2 separate regions of the Oryza sativa genome follow, and region 1 is linked to region 2. The links are chromatin contacts, called in public HiCAR-type maps. All regions are on one chromosome and are shown on one strand. The core of a region is the stretch at or near the end of the contact, and the rest is flanking DNA. Distances in the headings are between cores, read along the strand shown. Region 1 holds the start of LOC4325370 (acyl-CoA--sterol O-acyltransferase 1). Region 2 holds the start of LOC4326248.

Region 1 (2,700 bases), core at 177-2,676, 130 kb after region 2:
CACGCCTCTTCTTCCTCCTCCTTCCTTCTCTCATTCTTTCCCCCTCTCCTTTCTACCACTGTGGCGACGGCGGCGGTAGCAGCGAGAGGCTGTTGGGAGGAAGAATGGAGGGGGGGGCGTATGGGCCGCTCGACTACCTCACGATGGAGGCCGCTCCCGTGGAAGCCACTCGACGCTGCTGCGATGGAAGCCGCCGCTCGACTGCGCTGCCGCCCTATTGTCGCTTGCCCGCCGCCTCCGGTCCAGCTCCTGCCCCCTGCAAACCAGCAAAGGGGAGAGAAAGAGAAAGAAAGAGGATGACATGTTAGTGGGTCCCACAATATGTGTGAATGGCAAATTGGGCCCACATGTTTTTTTTAATTCTAATGCCACGTATGCGCCACGTGGGACGAAGAACAGATCAATATCGCCATGTCAGCAAAACCACCCTCCAAAACCGCTGAGAGAGTTAAATTACACTGGTTTTAATAGTTCGAGGAGTCATCTTATACGGTTTTGTGGTTGAGGGTCAGATTATATTCGGGTCATATTTAAGGGAGTCAAAGTGGACTTATTCCATTTTAATACTAGGCCATAGCTCATGGTCAGTCACAGGCCTGAAAAATGAGTTTCATAACTAGGCTGGGCCTGTTTCCAGGCCTAACAGTATACCCATTTGAAGCCCAGCTCATCTATTCCTCGGTGTTATTCTTTCTGATCTTCCTTAACCAATACACACACATCGACACGCTGTGTTATATGCAGGATTCACAAACGCGCTGGGGTCTTGCTGCGGGAACCAGAGCGTGCCGTGCGGCAAGGCAGGGTGCACCGTGTGCGAGGACCCATCGACGTACGTCTCGTGGGACGGGACGCACCCAACGGAGGCGGTGTACAAGCTAATCGCCGACGGGGTGCTCCACGGCCCGCACGCCTCCCCTGTCCCTCTCGCCAAGACCTGCCCGCCCACCTGACCAAACCGCTCCTCCTCCACCGGTAGAAAGAAGATCGATCCATCCATTCTTTGTGCTATGGTTTTATTACTTGCTCATGGAAACATTGTAGTACATTGTGTAGGTGAAGTTCAATTACAGGATTCGTGTAGAGAAAGAGCTAGTACAAAGTTTGCATGCTATGATCCATGATTCAATGGACGAATTGCAAATTGCATGCGTTTGGAGAAACACTTTTTTACTGATCCCTGAAGAAGTGTATGGCTCCTTTTAAGTTATTCTTCCCAAACAGACATGATTTAGCGTGAGACGTCGTTGCTACAGGCTACGGCTCGTTGAGGAGTTCCGTTTCTCCTTGTGATCACAGTGTTTTCGTGAGCGATTTTCCGCTCCTTAATCCATGTATGTACATACCATCACGATTCATTCCAGACCTTTTGTATTTCTATTTTCTTTGTTCGCACGTATTTCTCTCTTTCTCAATGCATCGGGGAGGACAACTAGAGATCGTCAACACATTTTATAAGGACTTGGTCGCTCGATACACATGCACATTTAGTTCCTCCCGGTAAGTTCGTCGTCGACTCGTCGTCGGATCGTCGCCCGGAGCCATAATGCAAACGCTCGACAAGCCGACGATGGCGTCGGAGCTGAGGGCGATGGCATGGACGGTGCTGCTCGTCCCGGCGTGCGCGTGGTACGCGCGCTCGGCCTGCCGCCGCCTACGGCCAGGACTGCCCCGCCTCGCCGCGCTCGCCCCGACGTTCCCCGTCTTCGTCTACCTGCCGTGCCTGTTCAACTCCCTCCACTTCCGCCTCTTCAGCACCTTCTTCCACACCTGGCTCGCCATCAACAAGCTCGTCCTCCTCGCGCTCGGCATCGGCCCGCTACACCCGTCCCTCCCCCTCGTCCCGTTCGTCCTCTGCGCCAGCCTCCCCATCAAGCTCCGCCTCAGCCAGCAGCCGCCCGCCGCCAAGCGTTCTCCTTCGTCGCCGCCGCCACCGCCCCTCGCTGACTTCCTCCGTCCCTGCGCCCGGAGCTTTTTCTTCCTCAGCTGCCTCTTCGTGGCGTACCCGCACACGGGCTGGCTACCCGTGTACGCCGTCCACTTCCTATACTGCGTCCAGGTCTTCCTCACGCTCGACCTCGTCCTCTCCTCCGTCGCGCTCGCCTCGGCGACCGTCCTGGACGCCGGCCTGGAGAGGCAGTTCAGCACGCCGCTCGCCGTCGCGTCGCTGAACGACTTCTGGGGGCGGCAGTGGAACCTGATGGCGGTGGACCTCCTCCGGGCGTCGGCGTACGAGCCCGTGCGCGCGCGGTGGGGCCGCGACGCCGGCGTGCTGGCGGCGTTCCTCATGTCGGGCCTGCTCCACGAGCTCCTCTACCTGTACCTGACGCTGCGGCGGCCCAGGGGGGAGATGGTGCTCTTCTTCATGCTCCACGGCGTGTCCCAGATCGCCGAGCGCTGGGCCAGGGCGGCCGGGCTGTGGCGGCCGCCCAAGGTGGCGGCGTACCTCCTCGTCAGCGCCTTCATGGTCGTCACCATATCGGAGCTCTTCTTCGGGCCGTTCATGAGGGCCGGGGCCGACGTGCGGCTGATGGAGGAGGCCGCGGCGATGCTGCAGTTGATCATGGGCGTCTCGAGGCGTCTGCTCCGACCGTTTGGGGTGGTTTCGAGCCTCTAATCATCTACGGGCCGGTGTTATGTACTCTGTGTACGTGCCACTGTGCCATCTGGGCCTATATATGTTCGAGTGTTAATTTGTGG
Region 2 (2,700 bases), core at 131-2,630:
ACTGGTAAATTTTTAGTGGTATATAAGAAATTTCTTGAGTTTTTTATATGAAACATAAGAGAAAATTGCCATTATGTCATCGTCAGGGAGGGGTTTGGTCAAAACGCTAACCATAAGGCCTTTTTCGTTAATCCCCATGAGGGAGGGATTAGAGAGAATTTATTCTACACCTATTGTATTGTGGAATTATTCCCCCTCAATTCTCTTCGATTCTCTTTAATCCCCTCTAAACCGAATAAGGCCTAATTAGGATTTGCTAAATTACCAGGTTTACACCCTAAAATACTATCCTGACAAAATTTCCCATAGTCTTGTCCTTCTACAGCCGTTGTCCGTCGAAGTGGCCCAAGTTGCCGGAGCCGTCACTCAGCCTCCCTCTTCTCCGCAAGTCTGGCACCGACGAGCCGAACAATAAGTCTGCACTGGTACCGACGTCCGCGTCCATGCCCAGAAGGAAGCAGGGACGGTGAGAGGAGTGATGAGGAGCGGGATGCCGGTGAGTGAGATGAGAAGCACACGACAGCAACCTCTATCCAGCCCAAGCAACTGTCCCAGGGCCGTCGAATTCCCGAGCGACAGATCTACTAGGTGGTCACCAAAGCATGCTGCGGGCCGCCGTGCGACGCAACGAGGAGTGGATGATGATGAGCAACAGAGACGAGCACCAGAGCTGCATGCCACAGGCCTCATCGTTCTCCCGAGCCTTCACTGTTGTCACTTCCATCGGCATCCGTTAAAAGAAAAATCAACAGCATCAAATATTAACAACAGGAGGGAATACCTGATATACCTGACTAGTTAATCTGACATATATAGTGCCTGAATATACTGATGGTCCATCCACTAGAATTTCTAATCATGCCTCAAATCATCGAATTGCTCTACAAATTTCATAAGCATTCTAAGTACACCAAAATTCTACCTCGTTAACCATAGATCCAAACTCTTAACCTCCAATCAAATCTAACTCGCTAAACCATACGGTGGACGTTGTTCTGAAAAAAAAATGAGACCATGTAAAGAACTACCATAAGTTTGAAAGTTTTATTTTAAAAAAACTTACGACAGTTTCTTACAATTCCAAAGAAATACAACCTCCACGGCTAAATCTTCACCTACCACTCTTACAAAGACCTAACAGCTGTTTGGTTGGGGGAATTATTAGGGAGAAAGGAGTTGCAGGGTGGGGATTGTTAAATTTATTGTTTGGCTGGAAGACGTGGGGTTTTAAGAGGGTCTGGAAGGAGAGTTTAAAAGCGAACTCCCATCTTTACAATGCTCACCGGGCCACGCCCACTGCAATCAGCCGAAGTTTTCTGGCCCAATCTGTCGGCCCAACGGCCTCGCCTCCATTTTAGCAGCTCGGACCAGCAAAAACCCGGGACGCCAGAACCAAAACCTGAAAACCCTCGCCGCTTCTCCCCGTCCTTCCTTTCCGAGCTGCCCCGCGCCGTCGTTACTTCCCCCCCCCCCCCCCCCCCCAACCAGCCATGGCGGGCGACAAGACGGCGGCGCCCCCTCCGCCAGACGCGGCCGCCTTCTCCCCCGACGGCGAGCTCTTCGCTGCCGTCTCCGATCGGCGAGTCCAGGTCCTCGCTCGGAACCCGTCACCTGAATCCCCCCTTCCTTACGCGCTGTTCCCCTCGTCCTTCGGTCGTTGTTGATTAGGGGGGAATACTTCCGCTGCTGGAGCGTTATACGGTCGCTGCGCTACGATGTAGTAGTGTGCTTTTGGTTTTCGAGATGTCTCGTGGCTCGCGAGTGATTGCTGTATGGTTGGGGAACTAGGTTCGAACGCTTGCTCTCTCACGGCGATTAAATAGGGGAGTTTGGTGAAGTTGGTTTTTGTTTCTTCCGGGTGAAGTGCTGCTTGGTTGTAGGCAATAGTTTTCATGATGTATCACTATTTAAATACGTTGGGCGTCTACCTCAAGACTCAAGAGTATATAATTTTGCTTATAAGCTGTTTGTAGAGAGTGATAGAAGTTAAAAGCTGAGATCTGTGAATGGTAGATAGCCTATCTATTTTAGAAATGGTACTTCGGAGAGGTGAAAGTCTACTACTACTAACAAAAAGAGGGTGAAAAGTTGAGCTTTACATGATGGAGGAAATTCGGATGGATATGTGTTTAGCATTAAAATCTTTCCTTCGCTCAAAACATCAATCCAAATTGTGAGATTGTAGCTTTGATGTATGCTAACCTATCCATTTTTTCTGCTTGTGCTTTTCTAATTGAGAAGGTATGGCGTACAGGAGGAGGAGAAATAATAGAAGGATGGACTGATCCAATTTCAGCCCCAGATGATTCATACAGTTGTATTGCATGTTGCTCTGTTCAGAAAAAGGTAATTTTTTAGGATTGAAATTAGGCTCTGTCTCATTTCTGTCTTACAATTTGCTGTTTTTGATTGGGTATTTTTTTTGTAGCATAAAAAGGATGGAAACCTTATTCTTGTTGCTGTTGGTACTACAAATGGTCAAGTTTTAGTTCTCGATTCTACTGGTGTCATATGGAAGAATGCTCCTCATACTTGGTAGGTGCAATCTTATTATGATCTATGAGCTTGATGTTCTTGACCTTTAACTTGACTGATAGGGGTTCTTCTGCAATGTTCTGAATTTCGTTTAGTACTTCTAATTCAAACTAGAATGTTTGGCATTTTGAAACAAGGAGTTTGGCCATTTCTCCCTTCGATATA

What was found. HiCAR-type assays count read pairs that join an accessible place to other places.
Region 1: a HiCAR-type map of leaf shows a contact between it and region 2, with 2.0 times the contacts expected there. The contact joins the promoter of LOC4325370 here to the promoter of LOC4326248 in region 2. A contact is called at or near these places in 2 of 15 Hi-C or Micro-C datasets (both in leaf) and 1 of 4 datasets of contacts at active chromatin or transcription factors (leaf).

Annotation. Positions count from the first base shown.
Region 1 is chr1:26,892,203-26,894,902 of ASM3414082v1, forward strand. LOC4325370 (acyl-CoA--sterol O-acyltransferase 1) reads left to right here and starts at 1,427. Exons shown (of 1, transcript XM_015791595.3): 1 at 1,427-2,700. The coding sequence starts at 1,547. The coding sequence ends at 2,617. LOC9272417 (GDSL esterase/lipase At1g28600) reads left to right here. Exons shown (of 4, transcript XM_015783385.3): 4 at 745-1,378. The coding sequence ends at 953.
Region 2 is chr1:26,764,080-26,766,779 of ASM3414082v1, forward strand. It overlaps LOC4326248, which reads left to right and starts at 1,381. Exons shown (of 12, transcript XM_015774929.2): 1 at 1,381-1,589; 2 at 2,242-2,346; 3 at 2,429-2,535. The coding sequence starts at 2,512.